Linked DNA regions of Mus musculus: region 1 is linked to region 2. A link is a contact called in public HiChIP or PLAC-seq data. All regions are on one chromosome and are shown on one strand. The core of a region is the stretch at or near the end of the contact, and the rest is flanking DNA. Distances in the headings are between cores, read along the strand shown. Region 1 overlaps Plxnc1 (plexin C1). Region 2 overlaps Cep83 (centrosomal protein 83).

Region 1 (3,346 bases), core at 511-3,010, 200 kb after region 2:
GAGCTCATCAATTTGACTGGACTATCTGACCAGTGGACTTCCGGGGATCCTCCTGTCTCCGCTTCGCCAGCACTAGGATTACTGACATACACTAGCATGGCTGACATTTTCAGGTGCTGCAGATACAAACTCAGAGCCTCATGCGTTCAGAGCAGGCACTTTACAGACGGGCTGAGCCATCACCTCTTCAGCTCCAGACACCATTATTCTATGTATGTTAAAACAAAAACAAAACAAAACAAAACAAAACAAAACAAAACAAAACAAAACACCTTCTAAAGTTAGACTGGTGAGATAGCGTGGCAGGTGCTTTTACCTGTCAAGCTTGACAACCTGAGTTTGGTCCCTGGGGTCCATCTGGTAGAAGAGAGCAACTCCCATGAGCGGTCCTCTGACCTCCACACACACTATGGAACGTGCACTATCCCACTCCCAATTAAAATGTAATGAAAAACAAATAAACTTTAGAATCCTAAACTGTCTGGAGTCTACGTTTTGCCTCAGAATCGGCGACATATCTCCTCTACCGTTCCCCATAACACCCCCAAGGAGCTCCTCCACTCACTGCTCATTGTCCTTTTGTAGCTCCAGCACCCTTCCAAAAACGGGCCTCTGTCACAGTCATCGATCGCCCTGTCCTAGTCCAACGGATCCGTTTTCCTTTGACCTCCTTGGCAGGAGCTGGCACAGTACGTTGCTCTCTTCCCCCTTTCCCTTGCCTGGCAACACACTCCTTCCTTAAACGCTGTCTCTCCCCTTTCTGATCCTTCCTCATGTTTTCCCCACCCCTTCTGTTTCTAAACATCATAGTACTTGAGTGCTCTAGTACTTGAGTGCTCCCGTACTTCAGCACTCAGCTCTTGAACATCTCTTTCCAGCTAGCACCACCCCTGCCCCCTGCTCGGATACTATTAAGGCTTCTGAAAGGACCATCAAAATACAACCAACTCCAAAATTCTATTACCAACTTGGGCATCTCCCACCAACTCCTGACTGAAGCTTGTTAAACAAGTAGTCACGGCTATTTAAACACCACCACTGTCACCACCATCCATGAATGAACTCCTGTCCAGAGCTCTCCAAAGACACACAGAGATGCAACATAAATGGAATGGATCTTTAAAAAAAAAGAAAAGAAGAAAAAAAAAAGAACTACAGCAACCATATAATACTGGCTGTGATCAGTTAATTTCTTCAAGTCTACTCTTGGGCATGTGACAAGAAGAAAAGGCTCCTACCCCAATTACAATTATTCATGAGAATTTTCTTGGCCCTGTTTCTTTTGTCTGCCAGAGATTCTGAGGGAAGGAGCCCCCGCAAGGGGGTGCAGAGAGGAGGGCAGCCACAGTCCTAGCTCTTGCAGCAGCTAAGATTGTGACTTCCTCCATGAAGAACTCTTAATCCATTCCATCTCCATATTTTTAGTTTGTTTCCCGAGCCTCTCCCTTACATCATAATCACCCTCTCCATTCACGCTCCCTACCCCCCCCCCCGCACCCCCCCCCAGGAGCTCTCTAATTTACTTCTCTATCGCCCTTCATTCCCCCTACCGTCCCTTCGCTCTGCCCTCCGCCTTTCCCTACCTGCTCTGCTCTTTTTATTTTTATTTTTAATCTGTGTTCACCTTTAAAAAACAGAAAGCACCAATCTGACAGCCACTGCTATGTGGCTTGTTTTTTTCCCCCCTCTCATTCCTGCCTGAGCTGCAGTGAAGGCTCTTTCCTCCTTGCTTCTATAGCGAGAGCTGGAGTACTGGGTTACCATAGCAACAGTGAATCCAACCAGGCTGGTCCCAGCGACGATGCTAAGAACTGCCATGGAGAGGAAGCCGCTACAAGTCGCCCTTGAGCCTAGATGGGTCGCATACATCGTAATTCAAGACCAAGCTGGGCAGATTCTGCCTGGAGACTGAGATTGTACATCAGGCCCAGGGCTATATGGTGTGCAAGAAGACAATGCCATTAATAATAAGGCTTCCGCCGAGCGAGCAGAATACACGGCATGATGAGGATTCATTTGAAAAATTTCAAACGTTGCTATTCTTTTTATCGTCTCCAAGGGCGAACCTTTTGCCTCTCTCTGAAGTCTTGGCTAACTTGGTAGGAAATAAAAAGCAAACCCACCTGCACTAGCCTCTCCCGTCTCAAGTCACGGCCCAGACCGGGTGGCCCTGTGTAGCCTGGGTCAAATGACTTGATACTGACATGGCAAGAACCATCTTTAAGAATGAATTATGGTTACATCGTACATTGCAGTCCTGGAGAGCTCTGCTTCGTCACAGCGTGGAATGGATCATTAAAGTAGGGCAACAAGTGTTGGGCCGCATGACACTTTCTGAAAAAAAAAATGTGAGCTGGTGAGAAAAGATTCAGGAAATACCTTTGTAACGGGAGGCACCAGCCACAGTGGGGGTCTGCCGCTGCTAAGCACTCTGAACAGGATTTCCGTTTACTGCAGTTTGCAACAGGAATTCTTCTCACCTGAAAAAGGAGGAGGGCATCCATTAGATGGAATCACAAGCAACACTGGGGGCTGGGGGGAGGGTCATACAGCACAAAGAGTATATTTGTCAACTTGAGCCCTGAATGTCTCCACAGTAGCATCCAATGGCAGATCTCGAGTTCTAGGTTATGGTGTAGCGTGGGAAACTTCTCAAAGTACCGAAGGCTATCCCTGTTCACCCCAGTGATGCCTGAACTCGCAAATTCAACCAAGAGCAGATCGAACACATTTGAAAACAACACTGTGCCTATACGTGCACAGTGCATTTCAATCCTCTCATTCCCTAAGTGATACAGTAGGGTGATTTATATCTATTAACATTGTATTGCATTATAGGCAAGCATTCTATCAGGCATCATAACTAATCTAAAGATAATTTAATGTATATGGGAGGATATGTACAGGTTATATGCAAACTTTTGAGGGCGTTGTGAATCCAACCCCCAGAAAAATACCAAGAGAGAACTGTATTCCCAGACTCCCCTGCGGCCCAGACCCTTCCCGGGTCTGGGGGCAGAGCCTAGGAGTCTATATTATTAGAGCCTTCTCAAGTGAGTCCTCCCAAATTCAGGTTCTGATCTGTGGATAATTACTTCCATAGGGATCACGGAGCCAGGTCTCCTCGTTTTCATACAGGGACAGTCAGTATAATCAGTGGCGCTATGGAAATGAGTATCCGGGTATACGTGATGACTCTGCCCCAGAATGATCAGCATGAGTCCGGCAAGAGATGCGGAAATGAAGTGGTATTAGGGTATCGCCATCACTTCAGCTCCTGGCTTGATGACTCACACCCATTCCATTGGGGTTGCAAATGAAAGAAACCAGAGGAGACAGGGCTGAC
Region 2 (3,835 bases), core at 103-2,602:
AACAAACCAGAGATAATTAATTTTCAAAGAAAAAAGCTTTATTTTGGGTCATAGTTTGGAGTTTCTAGGCAACAGTTGGTTGGGCAGATCTATTTGGACCTTTGTCCAGTGGCAGTGATGGGTAGTGGGTGATATAGTAAATGTTGTGTCTAAGAAGCCAAGGAGAGAAGGACCTGGAAGTGTATAACCCTCCTTAGCAGCATGCCTCTGATGACCTAAGGACTTCCATAAGAATGTGAAGGAACAGTAGGCAGCCTTTGTGTTCCAGCCATGTGGCATGGGACTGAGCTAAGGACTTTGTACCTCTCAGTACTTCTGCCCTGGAAGGTCCTTTAACACAATTGCTTTTTGGGGACATTTGACATCTAAACTGTAGCTAACATGTTTGTTTCACTGACCACTATCATTTCTTTGAGGATTAGGTGTTCTTTTATTTTTATCTTACTCAACAAAATGTCTGGCATAAAATAGGCACTAAAAATTAATCTGTAGTCTGTGGCTGTGGGCCAGCTCTTCCTGGCTGAAGGTAGATGTATCCCTCAAACTCTTATTATACGTAGACTAGTCAGTACATGTGCTTAGTCATTAATTAAGTACTGCTTGATTACTGTGGTTTTTTTTAAAAAAGTAAACAGTTTCTTTGTTCTGGTTCACCTTTCTATTGAAGTTGACTTTTACCTCATTTATGGCTATACATTTTTAAAAATAGTTTTTGACAATTCTAAAAGATGTTTATGTCAATTTCCGTACAAATATAAATTTTTCATTTTAAAGTTTTCAAACTATGTTGTATAGCTGAGAAAAAATTACATTAGGATTTACTTAAAGAATGTATTTCAGGATACATTAGATCATTGAGTAACATTTTGTGTATTAGCCCTGTGGTGCGAACAGAACAGACTGTAATACACACATCAAAAGTGCTGCTGGCTCATAATTTCCCATGTTATACGTCACAGAGCCTATATACTGAAAAACTTTGAAATGAATTTGAAGTATGATTTTGTTAAGAGTCATCTTTGCATTTTGAATCACAATGATAGATTTATAATTTACTACAAATAAGCTTTTGAAGTTGGCTGGTTACAGTATCTTACCAGAAATTTACCAGTTAAGTCGTCATGCAGTAGAAAGTATGATTGTAAGAAAATAATAATGTAATTCAGTGTTTGGTGGTTGATTGCTAACCACTCAAATACATATCTTCTTCCTTTCCTCTTTCCCTGACTTCCCCTGTTTTTCTCTAAATCATAATTATTGAGCTTGGCATGTTGCCAGGGCTCTGAAGGGTCTGCTCCCAGCTGCACTTCAGGTTCTGGCAAAGTGTCAAAATGTGACATTTATTCTCTTTACAAATCATGGGATGGCTAGCCAACTGCCTGTAGAGTGCCTAGTGCAGAGTTGTCTTTGGGTTTGGAGTAAATTTCGAATTTCTGTTTGTAAGTGAAGCAAATGCCTGATGAGTGTTATCACTAGACTTTTTAATATTTTGAAAAACAACAAAAACAGCATTCACTTTGGGGGAATGAAATATTTAAAGTATTGTTTTGAAATGCTCAAAGGCATAGAGCATGTGCTTTTTAATGAAATGTATTTGGAAGCTTTCCATAAGCATCAGCAGCTGTGCTTTTTGAATGTCTTGAATTGCCACACTTTTGGGCAGACATTGTACTATTCATTGCTTTAAAAAGTTGAATGCCTGTGTAGGAGAAGATGTAATATGTAGGTCTGTAGATATGGGGTCAGTCAAAAGTGGTCATAAGGGTGCGTGTGTGCACTTATATCGTTGTTAGAGTTGTAAAGAAGGGACAAGGAAATGTTTGGTTAAAAGTTGGTGTTCGTAGAACTAATTGCCTTTCAGAGACATTCTGTAGACACTAAATTACTAAGATGCCTTATTTTTTTCTTGTTATGGCTTAAATTATATGCTTATTTTAAAAGGATCTTTTAAAAAATTTTATGTGTACGAATGTTGCCTGCATGTATACAGTGTGGTGCCTGCAGAGGCCAGAAGAGGGCATTGGGTTTCCTGGAGCTGGAGTTGGAAATGATTGTTAGCCATCATGTGAGTGCTGGAAGCTGAATCTGGGTCTTTTGTAAAAACAACTTGCAGTGTGTTATCTTAACTGCTGGACCCTCTCTCCAACTTCTGAATTATGTACTTTAAAAATTTGCATTATGGATATATTTAGTTGGTAAACTTTTTATTATAGATTCCTATGCATGCACGTGTGTCTGTTTTGAGTGTCTAATAAATGGACAGGTATCTGAGTCACTGGTTGAAATTAAAGCTATATGACTAATCAATTTAAAATTATAGTACAGGTTTTGAGAATAACAGCCAGGGCTATATAGAGAAACCCTGTCTCGAAAAACCAAAAAAAAAAAAAAAAAAAAAGAATAGAAAGTTGGTGTTTTAGTGATCTGTGTTAGAACACAGTTCATGAATAAAGCTGTGTGAGGAGATTCTGAAAGCTTGTGGGAAAACTCCAAGTAAACAAGAAAAAAGTCTTGTAACCTCTGTTCCTCGATAACATGGGCTCCTCCCAGGTGTGATAAGGAGGAGTGGGGTTACCCACCATCTTCTCCAGGATTCAGAATGATGCTTCCAACATGAGTTGTTCTTGTGATCGTGTACAGCCTAAACTCATGTGACCTGGCCCATGTGACTGTATACAGCTTGTATACACTGACGTGAACTTTGCTGCTAATGACTTTGTCTAACCCTCAGAATATAAATTGTTAGATGCCTTGACTAAAAATGGCTATTGCATGAGACTTTAGTAGGCTTTACTCTCCCAGGTTCATGAAGTCAACTAGAGTGGTAACAACTTGTACTTGTTATGCAAATTATTCTATTAAAAATACTCCAGATGTTACTCCTTTTTGGTTTTAGAGACCAGACCTACGAAATGAAATTGTTGCCAGAACCCTAGGCGAGAATCTTTTCTTTGCCTCTTTCAGCTTTTATGGCTCCAGACATTCCTTGTTATATGACTAACTTTGTTTCATCTGCAGCCTGAAACTCCCTTGTTCCTTCTCTTAAAGGTACATGATTAGCCAGATGTTGGTGGTGCACACCTGTAATCCCAACACTAGGGATGCAGAAGCAGGCAGATCTCTGAGTTTATGGCCCCCTGGTCTACAAGAGAAACCTTGCCATGAATGAATGAATGAATGAACATGATTATACTTAAGATCTACCTATATAATCTATAAACTAACAAGGGTTAGTTTATCCTGTGTGTATATTTAATTACATGTTCATAGTGTCCAGACATTAGATAACTTTTGGGGAACTAGCATTCAGTTCACTAATAGTCTGGAAGCCACAGTTTCAGAATACAGATGAGAAAAATGAGTTGAGACTAAATTGACATTGAATGAGTGGGTGTACTATTTGTTTACTTCATGGTTTTACCATCTTCATACAGGCTTCTGCTTGTTGTAGGTGTTGAGACTATGTAGTCTTGCCATGGAAGAAGTGAAACGACATGTTATATTTATTAATAATCTAGTATTGAGAAAATTAAATATATTTGGTAGAGTTAGGACTTCATTGAAGAAGTAATCCATCAGTGAACTTTTGTAGTTTCTCGTTTTGAGAGAGTCTCAGCATTGCTTAGGCTGCTTCCCAGCCTGGATTCATGGGGATGGTGATGCTCTGCCTCAGCCGCCTGCATGCTGGGATCACTGATGTACTTTACTGCTTTTACAGTGAATGCACCAGATCATACAGAGAGTGGTGAGAAAGGCTTTCATGGAAATGAAGTTAGTATTTGCAAATGAATGGGAAATACATGCTTATGTAAGTCATTAATGGACTGAATTAAAT

What was found. HiChIP or PLAC-seq counts read pairs in DNA pulled down with a chosen protein or histone mark.
Region 1: a contact with region 2 is called in an H3K4me3 HiChIP or PLAC-seq map of embryonic basal ganglia, with 2.6 times the contacts expected there. The contact joins two enhancer-like sites. A contact is called at or near these places in 1 of 39 promoter capture datasets (hippocampal neurons), 1 of 484 Hi-C or Micro-C datasets (nephron progenitors), 4 of 115 datasets of contacts at active chromatin or transcription factors (the 230-238 cell line, bone marrow-derived macrophages, embryonic basal ganglia and 1 more) and 1 of 9 other capture datasets (adipose tissue).

What each region holds. Positions count from the first base shown.
Region 1 is chr10:94,904,086-94,907,431 of GRCm38.p6, forward strand. Plxnc1 (plexin C1) reads right to left here. Exons shown (of 31, transcript NM_018797.3): 4 at 2,380-2,480. Among named protein-coding and RNA genes, the nearest start is that of Plxnc1, 39 kb to the right of the region's middle. Within about 2 kb of position 1,761, at least 88 of the 459 cell types and tissues checked have an H3K27ac peak or open chromatin away from gene starts, as enhancers often do. A contact at or near this core is called in embryonic basal ganglia, where this site is marked.
Region 2 is chr10:94,708,504-94,712,338 of GRCm38.p6, forward strand. All of the region lies in intron 1 of Cep83 (centrosomal protein 83), which reads left to right. Among named protein-coding and RNA genes, the nearest start is that of Cep83, 22 kb to the left of the region's middle. Within about 2 kb of position 1,353, at least 17 of the 459 cell types and tissues checked have an H3K27ac peak or open chromatin away from gene starts, as enhancers often do. A contact at or near this core is called in embryonic basal ganglia, where this site is marked.